Regions from separate parts of the Mus musculus genome. Here all the other regions are linked to region 1. Evidence: chromatin contacts called from public promoter capture Hi-C data. All regions are on one chromosome and are shown on one strand. The core of a region is the stretch at or near the end of the contact, and the rest is flanking DNA. Distances in the headings are between cores, read along the strand shown. Region 1 holds the start of Trim30c (tripartite motif-containing 30C). Region 2 holds the start of Trim21 (tripartite motif-containing 21). Region 3 holds the start of Apbb1 (amyloid beta (A4) precursor protein-binding, family B, member 1).

What was found. Promoter capture Hi-C pulls out the DNA fragments that hold promoters and counts their contacts.
Region 2: a contact with region 1 is called in a promoter capture Hi-C map of pre-B cells, with 5 times the contacts expected there. The contact joins the promoter of Trim21 here to the promoter of Trim30c in region 1. A contact is called at or near these places in 5 of 39 promoter capture datasets (the C10 cell line, cranial neural crest, hippocampal neurons and 2 more).
Region 3: a promoter capture Hi-C map of pre-B cells shows a contact between it and region 1, with 8 times the contacts expected there. The contact joins the promoter of Apbb1 here to the promoter of Trim30c in region 1. A contact is called at or near these places in 2 of 39 promoter capture datasets (liver and pre-B cells).

The regions. Positions count from the first base shown.
Region 1 is chr7:104,398,665-104,403,164 of GRCm38.p6, forward strand. It overlaps Trim30c (tripartite motif-containing 30C), which reads right to left and starts at 2,114. Exons shown (of 8, transcript NM_001378693.1): 1 at 2,028-2,114.
Region 2 is chr7:102,563,070-102,567,569 of GRCm38.p6, forward strand. Trim21 (tripartite motif-containing 21) reads right to left here and starts at 2,413. Exons shown (of 8, transcript NM_009277.4): 1 at 2,320-2,413; 2 at 1,203-1,271; 3 at 625-1,056; 4 at 197-292. The coding sequence starts at 1,020.
Region 3 is chr7:105,578,905-105,583,404 of GRCm38.p6, forward strand. Apbb1 (amyloid beta (A4) precursor protein-binding, family B, member 1) reads right to left here and starts at 2,587. Exons shown (of 15, transcript NM_001253885.1): 1 at 2,231-2,587.

The DNA of each region.
Region 1 (4,500 bases), core at 864-3,363:
TTGAGCCCATGTATTGCTGTGTAACAGGAAGTGAAACAGCTCCTCTCTTCTGAGGGGAGTACAAGGAGTTTGTCAGCTACACATCCCACACAAATGAGACATTTATGAAGTCCACTTTTAAATACACTCCCCCAGCCTCCTCTGGGTGACAAGCCTTTGATTTGGCTTCAAGACTTTGAGCTACTAGCACTAATGAATTCACTTCATTATAATTTGAGTTGAGTCTTCGCCATTTCCTGGTTGATTGGAACTCTGGAAAACGTAAAAATGTTTCTTTCCTGATGATGAAATTTCAAGATGCTGATGTCATATGAGAAATGGTCCTTTTTCAAATACTTCTGGCAAATAAATTGTTCTAGGCTTTATATACTGAGTAGTATTATCTGGAGCAGCTTAATGTGTACTGCCTAGACATTTTCAAAGTTAAAAATTGACAACTCTAATATGTGCATTTTAATATCTCCTTATATATAGTGGTAAACAGGTATTTCCCTAGTTCAAAACACAGGTTTCCACAACTAAGAGCTGGAGAGAGCAAAGGGGAAGAGGATGGGCTGGTGACAACCTTCAAAGCCAACCTGGACACCAGCAGGCCTGACCTGTGTCTTCTGTTGTCTACATTAGCTTGCGTGATGCCTGGATTCTTTGCTCCAAGTCCCCTTTTTTTTTTCTTATTTCTCTAGGTCTTTCTATGAGCAGATATCTTTCAGTCTTTTATATCATTAAACTCAATCAGGTGCTTATTTCTTGAACAGTAGAAAAGTCCTGGGGCAGTAATGTTTACCTGTAATCTCTGCAGCTGTGGAGGCTGACACTGGACAATTCCATGAGTTTAGGATGAGATCTATAGGGACATCATGTTCCAAAGGAATAGAAATCTGACACTTCCTGAAAGTGTGCTTCTCCAGTGTTTTTTCTCTCTCATACTCCCTCTGTCTCTCCCTGTGTCTGTCTGCCTGCCTCTGTCTGTCTCCCTTTCTTCCTCTCTCCCTTTCTCCCTTTCTTCCTCTCTCTCTCATTCAAGTACTACAACTTCTAAGAAAAGTGTGTTCAGTGAAGCAGTCAGGTAGAACAGATATTATTATAATCATTTGGCATAGTAAAATACAAAAATCATCTAAGGCTAGTGGCAAATTTCCAAGAACAAGTTAATACATTTTTATGATCAGTTGTTGTTTAACATCTAGTACCTGATTTTCTGTAAATCTTCAAAGCATATATTTGAAGTATTTTTATTCTTTTTATTTAAGGCTTTCTTAAACAATATACGAAAGCCTATTTCCAATGATACATGTGCAGCCATGTAAAATTTTATTGTTGGGAAAGTTTTTAGTTATCAATTCTATCTTATGCATGATTTATAAAGTGAAATGTTGGTTTTTCCAGAGATAAGGCCATGGTTAGTGACCCCATCTCAAGGGATGGTTTCTTACCCATTATTCTTACTTAAGATCTTAGCCTAAGCTATCAGGAACATCTTGTAAATAAAAAAATGAATAAAAAAGATAAAACAGATAAATTGCCATGAGAACTAGGGCTCAATATTTTATTTCAGCCAAGAGTTCCACAACTGGTTCTAGGAGGCCTCCTTCTTTTGAAGTTTTCACCTCAGTCTGTGGAACTTGTCACACAGATTCTACTGAGGTTGGAGTGGCATACATGAATAGGTAGCTGCAGGAAGGTCAGGACTTCTAATCACAGGGACAGAAACATAGGGAATGAATCCATAGAATCATGGGTAAATCCATTATTACTCAGATAAATCTTAAACTTTTGTTTTCAAACTCTGCCCTGGCTCTACTTTTGAGGGAGAGCAGTTTCTCTCTTGGAGCAGGAGATTCATGTGCAACTCAAAATTAAAGATTAGGAAAGAAGAGAGTAAATTTGGAGAAATAACCGGATCTCTTCAGCCCATGAGAGCTATTTCCCCAGGCCACCCTTCCCTCTGACTCCTAGGCCCAGAACACTCAGCAGAAAGCCAGCAGTTCTCCACCTCCCCTTCCTTCTTAGTTTCAAATTAAACTCACCAAAGCAGAGACAGTGCTTTCTTCTAAATTCCTCCCAACTCTGCAGTCTAATATTGTTCTCACACCTTCAAACACCAACCAAATGACCCAGAATCATGGAGAGGAGCAAAGTCTATACCCTGAGAACTTAGTCACTAAGCTTCTAAGAATTTAGTCACGGGCTCTGGTGAACCACAAGAGAAATGAAAGTTAAGACTTTGAGGGGTGGAACTGAGAAAAAGGAACCACAGAACTATCAACCAACAGGGTGGTACCCCATTATTAACTGGGGTTTTACTACCAGAGGGAGTCAGTTGCCTTAGGTCAGCTCTGCCTTCCAGTAACTTGGGACATTTTCAGAGCTACAGGAACTTGTTATGTCACTTGTTCAGACTCATGATACAATCATCCAAAAAGTTCCTGACCCTCTGGAAATCTGCCTGTGATGGAAAGAAAGCTTTCCCCATGGGCTTCTCCTGCACCTGAGCTCCTGTGCTGGCTTTGCCTAGGTGGCAAGTGTGGCCCAAAGGGAAGGAAAAAACAAGACTAGGGACAGAAAGCTGCAGTGTTCCTCTGAGGTTGGAGCTGGACTCTTGTAGGATGAGAACAGGAAGGAAGTTGCAGTTCAGGGAAGCTGCCACACAAGCAAGATTCCTCATCCATCAGGGACAGGATGGGGAGGAGTCATGTGCAGAGCCAGGCAGAAATACCTCACTACCCTCACAGCAGAGAGAGTAGTGAGTTGCAGAGGGCTCTCCAGCTGCCCCATGATGTCCCCAGATTATGTATTCTGTGGCTGAAAAGACCTAGTCCTTTCACAGTGTTGATCTGACCCATGCATTCATTTCCCCCTTCCAGGGCTCCCTCACCAGAATGTCTTAGTTGTTTCCATTTGATTTAGGATTTGTATTAAAGAGCAACAATACTGATGTAACATTCCCTGACTAGAAGGTAGAAATCTGTAGGGTTGTGAATGGGCTTCTCTGGGCCTAGTGTTCACCTAGAACCTAAGTGATGGAGCCCAGTGATGGAACCTAAGCGCTGTACTAAATCAGGTGTGGAGACACACACACGTGTCATCTGTCGTCCTTACTCTTCTACTATTGGGATAAACACCATGACTAGGGCAAGTTATAAAGAAAGTGTTTGACTTGGGGCTCAAGTTAAATGGATTAGAGTTCATGACCACCACAGTGGAGAGCCTGATAACAGGCAGGGAGACACAGTGCTGGAGCAGGAAGTGAGAAGTCACAACTTGAGACACTATCTTGGCACAAACCTGAGGCAGAAAGAGAATGGTGGTGGTGGTCAGAATCTATTGAATCCTGAAAGCTTGCACCCATGCCATACCTTCTCCAAGAATGCCACACTCCTAATCTTTCCTGAACAGTGTCCTGATAACTGAGAACCAAGTATTCAAAAATCTTAGCCTCTGGGGCCATTGTTATTCAAACCAGCACAGGATGCCCCTGCCTTGCAGCTGGCTGCATGAGGATCAGGAGCTCAAAGCCATCCTCAGCCATGGTGACGTCAGGACGGCGTGGGAAACACATGAAACTTTCCCAAGAGAAAAGGAAAGGAGAAAGAAAGGGAGGAGTAAACAATGAAAGAAAGAATGAATGAAAAGAAAAATAAAAAAGAAATAATTAAATAAAGAAAGTCAGTTGTGTGAGGGAACAATGAAGAAACCTGTGCAGTCACCATCACTTGTCTCAACCCCACTCCTGTTTCCCTCTCTCATTATTTCCCTACATTCTCAGATCTACTGAAATATGGGATAATGAGTGACAGCAGATATGAACCTGTAGTTTGAATTCATTTCACATATATGATGATCTTTCTTCTTCCTTCTCTTCTTCCTTTGAGACAGGCTCTCAAAGTGTACCCCAGCCAGACTCTAACTGAACTCTAGCTCCCTCAGCCTCACAGTGCTGGGATCATGGGCTTTTGCTGTTGTTCTTTAATTTGGTTTTTGACTTTAAGGGATTGAAATCTAGGCACTGTGGATGCTGAGCTACTCTTCCATCACTAGCTATACCCCTAGTCTAAACTACACATTTGCATGAACACATGAGACTCTACTGTTGTTCTTACTGTGACACAATTGCTGGCAAGAAATGTTATGGTGTTCCCATCCTTCTGATGTGTAACTATTTATGCCAAACACTAACAATTTGTTTTTGAGGCAGGGATTTACTCTATACTCAATCCTGGGCTAGAGCTCTCTAAGTTTTCAGGACAGTCTCTAATTCCAGGGAATACTACTTTCTCCAACTCTCAAGTACATGGATGAGAAGCAAGGGCTACCATGTCTCTGTATTTTCCACATTTTACTCACCCACCGTCTTCTCTGTTTGTTCTTAAGGCTTGTTCGGGAATTAAAACTATAAAATTCCCAGACTATTATCTAGCTCTGCATGAACATTCTCTGCAGACAGAATTCCACTCCTAACTCTGCAAAACTCAGACACTGTCCTTCAAGTCTGCCATCACC
Region 2 (4,500 bases), core at 1,163-3,662, 1.8 Mb before region 1:
CTTCCTTTCCTTCTCTCTTTCCTTCTCCTCTCTTCCTTCCTTTCTTTCAATTCCTCTCTATCTGGAGTCACAGTGTGTGGATGGGTCTTGGAGAGTGACCTATATAATAACTCTACCGCCCCTTGGATAGGCACAGTCATGGTTAAGGCTTGCTTGAGGTCAAGACCTGGGACACAGCCCAGCCTACAGCTCTTGCCTTCCAGTCTGTTCTTTGCATCGTGAGATCCATTTCCATCTTCTCGGCCAACTCTTTCCCCTTTCTCAGTTTTTCTAAAGCCACGTGGATCTTCTCCTGTAGAAAAAGATGGCAGGTTAGTCCCCAGGTTGGAGGAGGCAGATGGAAAGACTATGGAAGAAATCTAGTATGTCTTAACAAAAACAGAGTTACACCAATGGGTAACGGGATCTGGGCCACTGCATTTCTAATGTACCCGGGAGCCACGAGGAAGCACGATGCATGACTCCTTTCCCATGGCTTTGCCTCTGCTGCTGAGAAATAAAGTTGTATTCCATACACAAGCTCCTCTCAATGAAGGGAGAAATTATCCCTTCATCCCCCAACTTCTCAGCCACCATTCTGGGGGACAAAGTGGCTATGTTCTTTAGTCTGTGCTAAGGCCTTACCTGGTATACCTTAGCAGCCTCTTCAATAGGGACCCTGGTGTGGTCCCGGTGTTTCCCAGACTGGGCACACACCCAGCAAAGGGCCTGCCCATCTTCCTCACAGAATAGGTGAAGCTTCTCTCCATGCTTCATGCAGTGCGTTTCCTGGGTACTCTTCTTGGTATTCTGGGCTATCTGTTTAAGGTTTTCCACCATGTTGGCTATATGTCTATTGGGCCTGAGGTTTCGGAGCAGAAACTGTTGCCGGCACTCGGGACATGAACTGCCCCCATTCTTCCCAACTTCAAAAATGCATTCCTTGCAAAAGCAATGGCCACATTCGATACTCATAGGCTCCACCATGGGATCCAGGCAGATAGAACAGGTGACCTCCTCCCACATCTTTTCCAGAGACATTTTTGAGGTTGTAGAGGGTGATATCTGCCGTGGAATCTTGAGAGATGCAGAGGGGCGAAGAGATAAAAATGAGAGTTTGTAGGACAAAAGCAAAAGCAAGGCAAACCCCAAACTCCCCCAAATAATGCCAAGGTGGACAAGCGATGACACAGGAGGGAAAGGCAGAAGGCAAAAGCACCAACCTGAATGACAGGAGCCTCTCCTCCGGCCTCACCCACTGAGCAAGCCAGGCAGAAGGGGAAACCGAGTTTCTAGAAGAGACAGAGAAAACTGGTGGGGGTAACGCTGCTAACAGCTCCACCGTCACCACACCCATCCCTGCTTAACCCTCACTGTCTAGGCGTCTCCCATTTCCTTTCTGTCATCTTATGCCTCTACTGCCCAGAGACGTCAGTCATGGCAGTAACGACCATTTACCATATCACCACAGACCCTCCATATTCCAACCAGAGTTAGCTCATACTAGTCTTCATTAATCTTGGCAGAAACCACAGGGGTCAGGCATTAGGAGTCAAGGTTTATGCAGCTATACATCATAGTAGACATTTTGTCAAATATGACAGGCTGCACATATGGTGGTTGTGCAATAGGCAACACAATGCAGCCTAGGTGTGTCATTAGCGACCCCACTCAGGTTCATGTAAGATGTCATTCATTATCCGGAGTACATTGTCTAAGAGTATATGGCCCAGTTATAAGAGTTGCATGTGTGTATATGCATGTTTTTATATATGTATGTACACATATATTGATGTTTTTATATGCAAACTATACTTGTGCACAAATGCATCAATGTAGGCGTGCCCATATGTTCCCCTCTATAAATGTCTATGTACATAACATGCAGGTGTGCTCACCGGTGAACATTTTTGGGGAGCACTCCCTGGGCTCTTCTCTAAGCTGCTCCAAACCTAGTCTCAACTTCCTTTAGGGTGTGGAGTATCTTAAATCCACAGAAATTTCTACATGGATAGCACTCTCCTCAAGCAGGGATCTTCAAGGGGTAAGGGTTTCCCTGAGCTCCCCTCTGGCCTAGGTCACCACCCTGCTTCTCCTGCCCTTGCTAGGACTGTCGTCTCAGCTAGTCCAGGGCACTAGGAAAGTCACTTTCAGAGCCCAGCTTCCACAGGCCAGCATGGGCAGCTCTGCAGGGCTAGGACAAGACAACTCTGATGAAAAGAAGCAGCAGGTGGGTTCGCAAATTCCCGAGTGTGGGGTGCTGATGGGAAGAGGCTCCTTGAATCTGGTGTGGGGATAAAGAGCCCACCTAGGCCGGCCAGGGGTCCCAGTCTCACTCACCTAACCAGGGTCCTCAGCTTTAGTTATGTGCTCCCAGCTTCGCTTTTGCAAGCCTGCAGTCCAAATTTCACTTTCAGTTTCCTCTCAGAGGCAGGTCTAGCAGGAAGAGGGAGGAGCAAGGGGAGGAGTGAGGAGTTGAGTGGCAAGAGGAGGTTAGAGGCAGAGAAGGCGGAGGCTGGGCGGAGACTGGGCAGAGACAGGGCAGAGAGTGGGAGGAGAGAGGTCAGAGGTGCAAGAAACTGACTCCTGGCCACAGGCAGGGAAAAAACTCAGTACCTGTCCTCCTGGGTCTCTCTAAGGCCCCCTTGTCCCCTTTAACAGAATGTAATCTACAGGATATCGATCTTTGACACTGGTCTTTTCTTCTTACCTGGGAGCTTCTGAGAGAAGAGGTCTGAATGGGAGAGGGAGGAGTCACCATCTGTTTCCTACAGGGATGGATAGCTTCCCCCAAGACTGATCCCGCCACCGTCACTGTTTTTTATTAGTATATATTAATTGTACAGAGTACTTGAAGTATACCCATTTCCCACCACTCTGTTGTGTGATTTTGCTCTTTTCAAATAGTTTGGGGCTAGAAATTTATTCTTTATGATGTCAAGGTATGTGTTGTACCAGTGAAGGGAGTTAAGACTTATGGACAATTGATATTGTATTATAACTTGCGCTAAAAACAGCAGTGGAATTTTCCTCGCTATTTATTATATTTAGGAAACAAAACCATTCTGTGATTTGAAATTTCTAGTCCTGTTTAAGAGATCTCTCTTAGTGAAAGGCCGCCAGGCAACATCTACTGTCTAGATTGTGCTGTTGTACTGGGGCTTGGTTCCTGGAGCACAACAGTCCTAGAAAGCAGAATGAAAAAGAGTCAAGCATCCGAAAGGACGAAGACATCTATAAACATCAGAAAACGACTCTGCTTCTACCACGGAAGGTCTGCTGCTATTTCCTGCAGGCAAAGAACTTGGGTCCCAAAATAAGGCAGAGGGTAGAGTCAATGTCTATTTTGCTATTCACCACCAGAGGATGCTCTGTTTCAGTTTACACACTGGATAGAGAGATTAATGCACACCCTAGGGGTGTGCTGATATATACTCTATAATGTGCACACAGGACTACTAACATATTGTACTCAGAGCTGCCTCAGCTCCCACCTTGGTAATTGTTTGAAGACCCCACCTACTGAAGACCCAAACTCCCTTCACTCACAGATAGTACTTTGATATTTCAAACTTCCCTCTCCCTGACAAAATGACCCAAGTCTTTATTTGGGAAGAATTAATGCTATTGATATTATTGTCTAGCACATTATTAGTGTGTTGGTGAAGTGAGATGTTTATACTTTGGGTTTTAATCATATTCTCTACTAACTTGAGTGTGTATTGGCAACCCAAGTTGTCCCTGGTGATATGCAAGTACATTTTGTCCAGGACAGGAAAAGCTTCTTCTACTTATTTCTAATTTAGTGACTTAAGAAGCCCCCAAAAATATGGAAGCAGAAGGAGGACCAGTTGGAAACAAGAAAGGACCAACGGGTGTGGGAGAGGGACAAGAAAGGATGACGGGTGTGGTGGCGCACGCCTTTAATCCCAGCACTCCGGAGGCAGAGGCAGGCGGATTTCTGAGTTCGAGGCTAGCCTGGTCTACAAAGTGAGTTCCAGGACAGCCAGGGCTATACAGAGAAACCCTGTCTCGAAAAACCAAGAAAAACCAAACCAAACCAAAAAGGATGACGGAGGGCTGACCACTTGCTGGTTTTAACAATGTATCAGAATTATAGCCCTTTACTCTCATGGTTAAAGCCTTTGTTGATCCCTATAATAAAATATCACAGATCGAGTAATTCATTAAAAAAAACATACCTTTCTTTTTTATAGTTGTGGAGGATGGGAAGTAAGGCAGCAGCAGACTGGTCTTTCCAGACTTGCTCTTTTCCTCAAAGACAAGGCCTTCTCTTTGTATCCTTTCTTTTTCTTTCTTTCTTTTTTAAAAATAAGGATCCTAATCCATAGCTTCACTTCTTGTTACTGTCATATCATCATCACCATCGTCGTCATCATTATCTCGATCTATTAATTTCACTAAGACACAGACATAGATGAGATTTTCAATTTGGTGCCACACCTCCACTCTCAACAAGTCATGGCCCAGTTTTACTGACCACCTGTTCTGATGATGCAC
Region 3 (4,500 bases), core at 1,337-3,836, 1.2 Mb after region 1:
ACTTATACCCTTTTCTCTTCCTTGGCCTGTGTTCGGTAGAAGTATTCATTCATGCCCCCAGACCCAGTTACCATCTATACAACGATGATTTCCAAACTTGAAGTTCCCTCATCGGAACTCCAGACATGAACTTTCAACTCCCTACCCAACAACTCCATCTAGCTGTCCCAGAAGCCTCTCAAACTAATACATTCGTTCATGTTTCTCATTCCTACCATCCTATCTCATTCTCTTTCAGGATCCGAGACCACGGGATACAGTGCACCTGTTCTGTCCTCTGTTGTATGATCCTAGAGATACATGTGCGGCCCTTGCTGTCCACTCCCAGACAACGATCACATTCTGAGAAAATATTCTGGACTTATCCACTCTGTACCTAACAACTAACACTCATAGTCTGCACCAAAGTCAATGATCTTATGGTCAAAATCCGTAGCATTGTCTAAACTGCCCTGTTATCCCAACCATGGCCCTCACCCTCTGGCCCCAACTCTTGTCATTGACCTGCCCAGCCTAAGCTGCTTTCTTTGATTCCTGGAAGGCATAAGCATGGTCTGAGCCTCATTTTCCCAACTCTCCCTTTACATTCTAGTTCAAGCTGAATACTCCTAAGAGCATCTTCCCTTGGCCCCTTCTCGCTTAGCCACCCTGACAGCCTAGATTCTGTTCTTCGGATCTTTCAGCGCACCATGCATCTTCCTTCATGATGCTGACTATCTTTACAATGTCATTCTTATTTGACTTCCTGCAAAGACATCACTTCTCTGTGGACGTGAACCCAGTCTATTCTGTTTTCTTATGACATCTTTAGTACCTCTCGCGGTGCCTTGTAAATATTAGGTGCTCAAATCCTATTTGTTAAATGAATAAATGATTGGATGCATTTTTAAAACGACCATTATGAGTGCTGTGTAACTAAGAGGGAATAAACAAGAGCAGTCAGGGGGGCTGTCTTCACTAAGTGTGACAGCAATTGAGCTCCAGTGACATTAGCAGACCTGAGAAATATTGAAGTCGTGGGCATGACAGAGCTTGGTGAGATCTGATGTCGAGAGGTGAGGGTGAATGTTGCTCAGACCCCACCTCACTGTGACCATAACCTGAACTGAATGGACAGATGTCATTGAGAGAGGCTGAAGGAACAACAGACATGTAAGTGAGGTATGAGGGGAACAAGAGATGTTAATTAATTCACCTTGAAATCTGTAGGTTTGGAATTCCTGTTGAACTGTTCAAAAGGATGTCAGAGGACAGTTGAGTATATATGAGTTTGCATTTCAGCAGTGGTCTGGGCCAGACAAATAAATTTGGGACTCAGCAGCTTATATATGAAATTTAAAGAGTTAGACATGCAAGAAATGGTCAAGGGAAAAGGTCAGAGTGAAAGAACGCAGCTCAGGCCAGAATAGCATCACATATGCAGAGACGAGACAAGAGAACACTTCAAAGCAATAGACAGTGCCTAGGAGGAAAACCAGGAAAAAAAATGCTTCAAGGAGACTGACACATACTCAGTGGTAATGGGCTCACAGCCGCCAAGTGTCCATTGGAGTTACAAGGAGGGCTCCAGTGACCTTGCTCAGAAGCTTCGGTGGATGTCAGAGACAGAATGGAGTGGATTTTTAAAATGAATGGGAAATTAGGGGCTCAGAATGCAACCTACAAACAGGACTCGGAAGAGGCTGGAAATAACATCTGAATTGGAGAGGGAAAACTGCTCCTAAGGAGCACTCTAGTCGCTGCTAGGCCTCTCTGTCAGGCTGAGATGGGAACCCCGCCGGTCCCAGGGCACACCCCTCGGTCGCTGAGGACAACAGAATGCAGCTTGACAGATCCCAAGCCTGGGGCTCTAGTCTGGAATCGCACGGCCTGGCTCCTACCCGGATCCAAGTCCCCTTCCCAGCATTAGACGTCCCCTCCCCCACTCTTCTATCGCCCCTCGCTCTCCCCCCCCCCCCCCCGCTCACCCCCTCCTCCCCGCCCCCGCCGGGCATCCTAGAGGATCAAGAAGCAAAGCTTTGGGGAGCGGTCGGTGTTAGGACCAAAGTGATCCTGCGGAGGGTGATTTTGCAGGCCCGCGGTAGGAAGGCGGCGAAGGGAGTTGGGTGGGGGGTAATCAGGCCTGGCTTGGAGACCTGGACTTCTGAGAAGAAGAGGCTGCAAGGGTTAAGGGCTGCTGAGGCTGGGGATCCTGCTCCCGGGGCTGGGCTGGAGACGGAGCAGCACCTACCTGCGCGGCGAGGCCCCAGGCCCAGGTGGCGAAGGTAGCTCAAGCTGCAAGGCTCCCGCAACACCGCAGCTTCTCCATCACAACATCCCCCGCCCAGGAGCGCGCAGGCCGCGAGGCCGCGCCCCGAGCGGCGGAGCCGCGCACGGGAGGGGGAGGGGCGCCATCTTGGCCGGGGCGGGGCGCGCGAGCGAGTGCGAGCCGCACTGGCTGCAGCTGCCCCAGCCGCACCCTGCAGACCCTTGACCCTCGCAAGCCCTGCGTCCCAGGCCTCCTGTCTATCCCCGCACGGCTGCACCCAACTCCCAGGACCCTGCCCAGCTCTCCCCTTCCATGCCACCGTGGACTCACCTCCGCGTCGGTCCTGCACCGACGCCGGGAGACGCGCCTAGAGCACGGAGTCTGATCCGCTAGGGAGGGGGGAAGGAGGAGGGTGGAGAGAGACACGGGTGCTGGGACCGTGGCTGCGCCTCAAGAGGCTGGCAGCCGGCTGCTCTCTGGCTCTTGTGGTAGCACTCCCTGACGTCCTGTGGATAATAATAGCGCGTATTTATTGACCGCTTACTCTGTACCAGGCTCTATGTTCAACCATTTGCTTGCATTCATCCTCAAACCAGCGCTGTGCAATTCCCACAATTGTTGTTCTCGGGATTTGAGAGGCAGGTGCTGACATTCTGAAGGGTAACACGACTTGCCCTCAGTAACAGAGTAAGTGGTTAAACTAAACCAGAACTGAGATATTTCTTACACTCTACCCGTGCCTCTGAATATAAAGCTATGACACAGCGTCCCCCACCCCGCCTCCCCCCCCCCCACTGCACTCCAGGGTAGAAATTAACTCTAGGAAAGGACCAAATGGAGAACTGAGTGGAAATTAAACAGAAATGCTGTACTTGGCTATTTTCCTGTTCACTGCAGGCCCTGGATAGACAATGAGGCAAATCTTAATGGTCAGATCCCTGACATCAAGGGCAAAGAGGGGCAGAAACCCCAAAAGCATTGTCCCCTGAGCTGTGGGCTCGGTGGGCTCTGAACATACTGAAAAACTGATTGGAGATGCATCTAAGTCTAACAGTGCCCAAATCTAAATTTGTTATTTCATCTTATGTTCATCTTCTAAAGAATTTCCCTGACGTGGAAAAGTACACACACACACACACACACACACACACATACTCTTAATGCAGGGTCACTTTATCAATCTCTGGCTTGTTCAAAGCAAGTACTCCAAAGTACTTTGAATATACTTTCATTTATCCCTGGGTAAATATGAATGTTTTAAATTTTTGTTATAGACATTTGCACTTATGTGCAAAAGTGGAGCAGTGTAACAAAACTCCCTATGTCCATCACTCATCTTGTACAGTTACTGACTTGTGGCTAAGAATCCATTGTAATCTGACAAGCACCTAGGAAATACAAACCATGTTGGATCCCAAGCCGGACATAAAGATCCCCAAAAGAATCTGGTTCAGCTGCATCCCACCTGGAAGACACGCACCTGACCTGGATCCTTGAGAAATGAGCACGTGTTACCTAGAAGGACATTCATTCATTCACTCACTCACTCTCAGCAAATAGGTGTATGGTATGACACACTGTCCTTGGTGCTAACACCCAGAAAGCAAAAGAGAGTTCCTGCTTTCATTCAGCTTACAGATTAAAAGAGGGAAGAGACACCACATAGGTAATTAAAATTATGGTGTCTTAAGGAAAAGACACGGGACACTGTGTGTGTCAGGTTATTCTGGCCCAGGAGATTTGGAAGGCTCCCACAGGAAGTAAAGTTTAAGTGTGAGGACAGGATGACATAGAGGTCACACAGAAGAGTAGAAAATTACTCAAAGTAGCAGGAGTACAGGAGGAGTGTGAAGATTGCTGTAGTTTAAAGATGGCCACCCAAACTCACGGTGAGTCGAGAGGGCCATAACCAAGGCCAGCCTGAACCCCAGAAGTCTGCCTCAACCCCTCCCACCCACCCTGGCCCCCCGGAAGTCGTGAAGGTTCAGCTTTTATGGGTGAATTTGTTCGTTCGTGGTTTAATGTATTATAGGGTTGTGTGGAGAACAGGTCTAGTATAAAAGCTAGTTTGTCTGTGTCTTTTTTTTAGCACGTCCCTCTTCTTACCATAGAGATGACCCTGTGCTATCTTAGACCCCCACAGAATCCTAACATCAAGTTGAACCTCACAAAGTGTTCACCTTGATCTTGGACATCCCAGATTCTAGAAATATCAGTAAATACCCTGTCTGTGGTACTTAGTTGTAACCTCA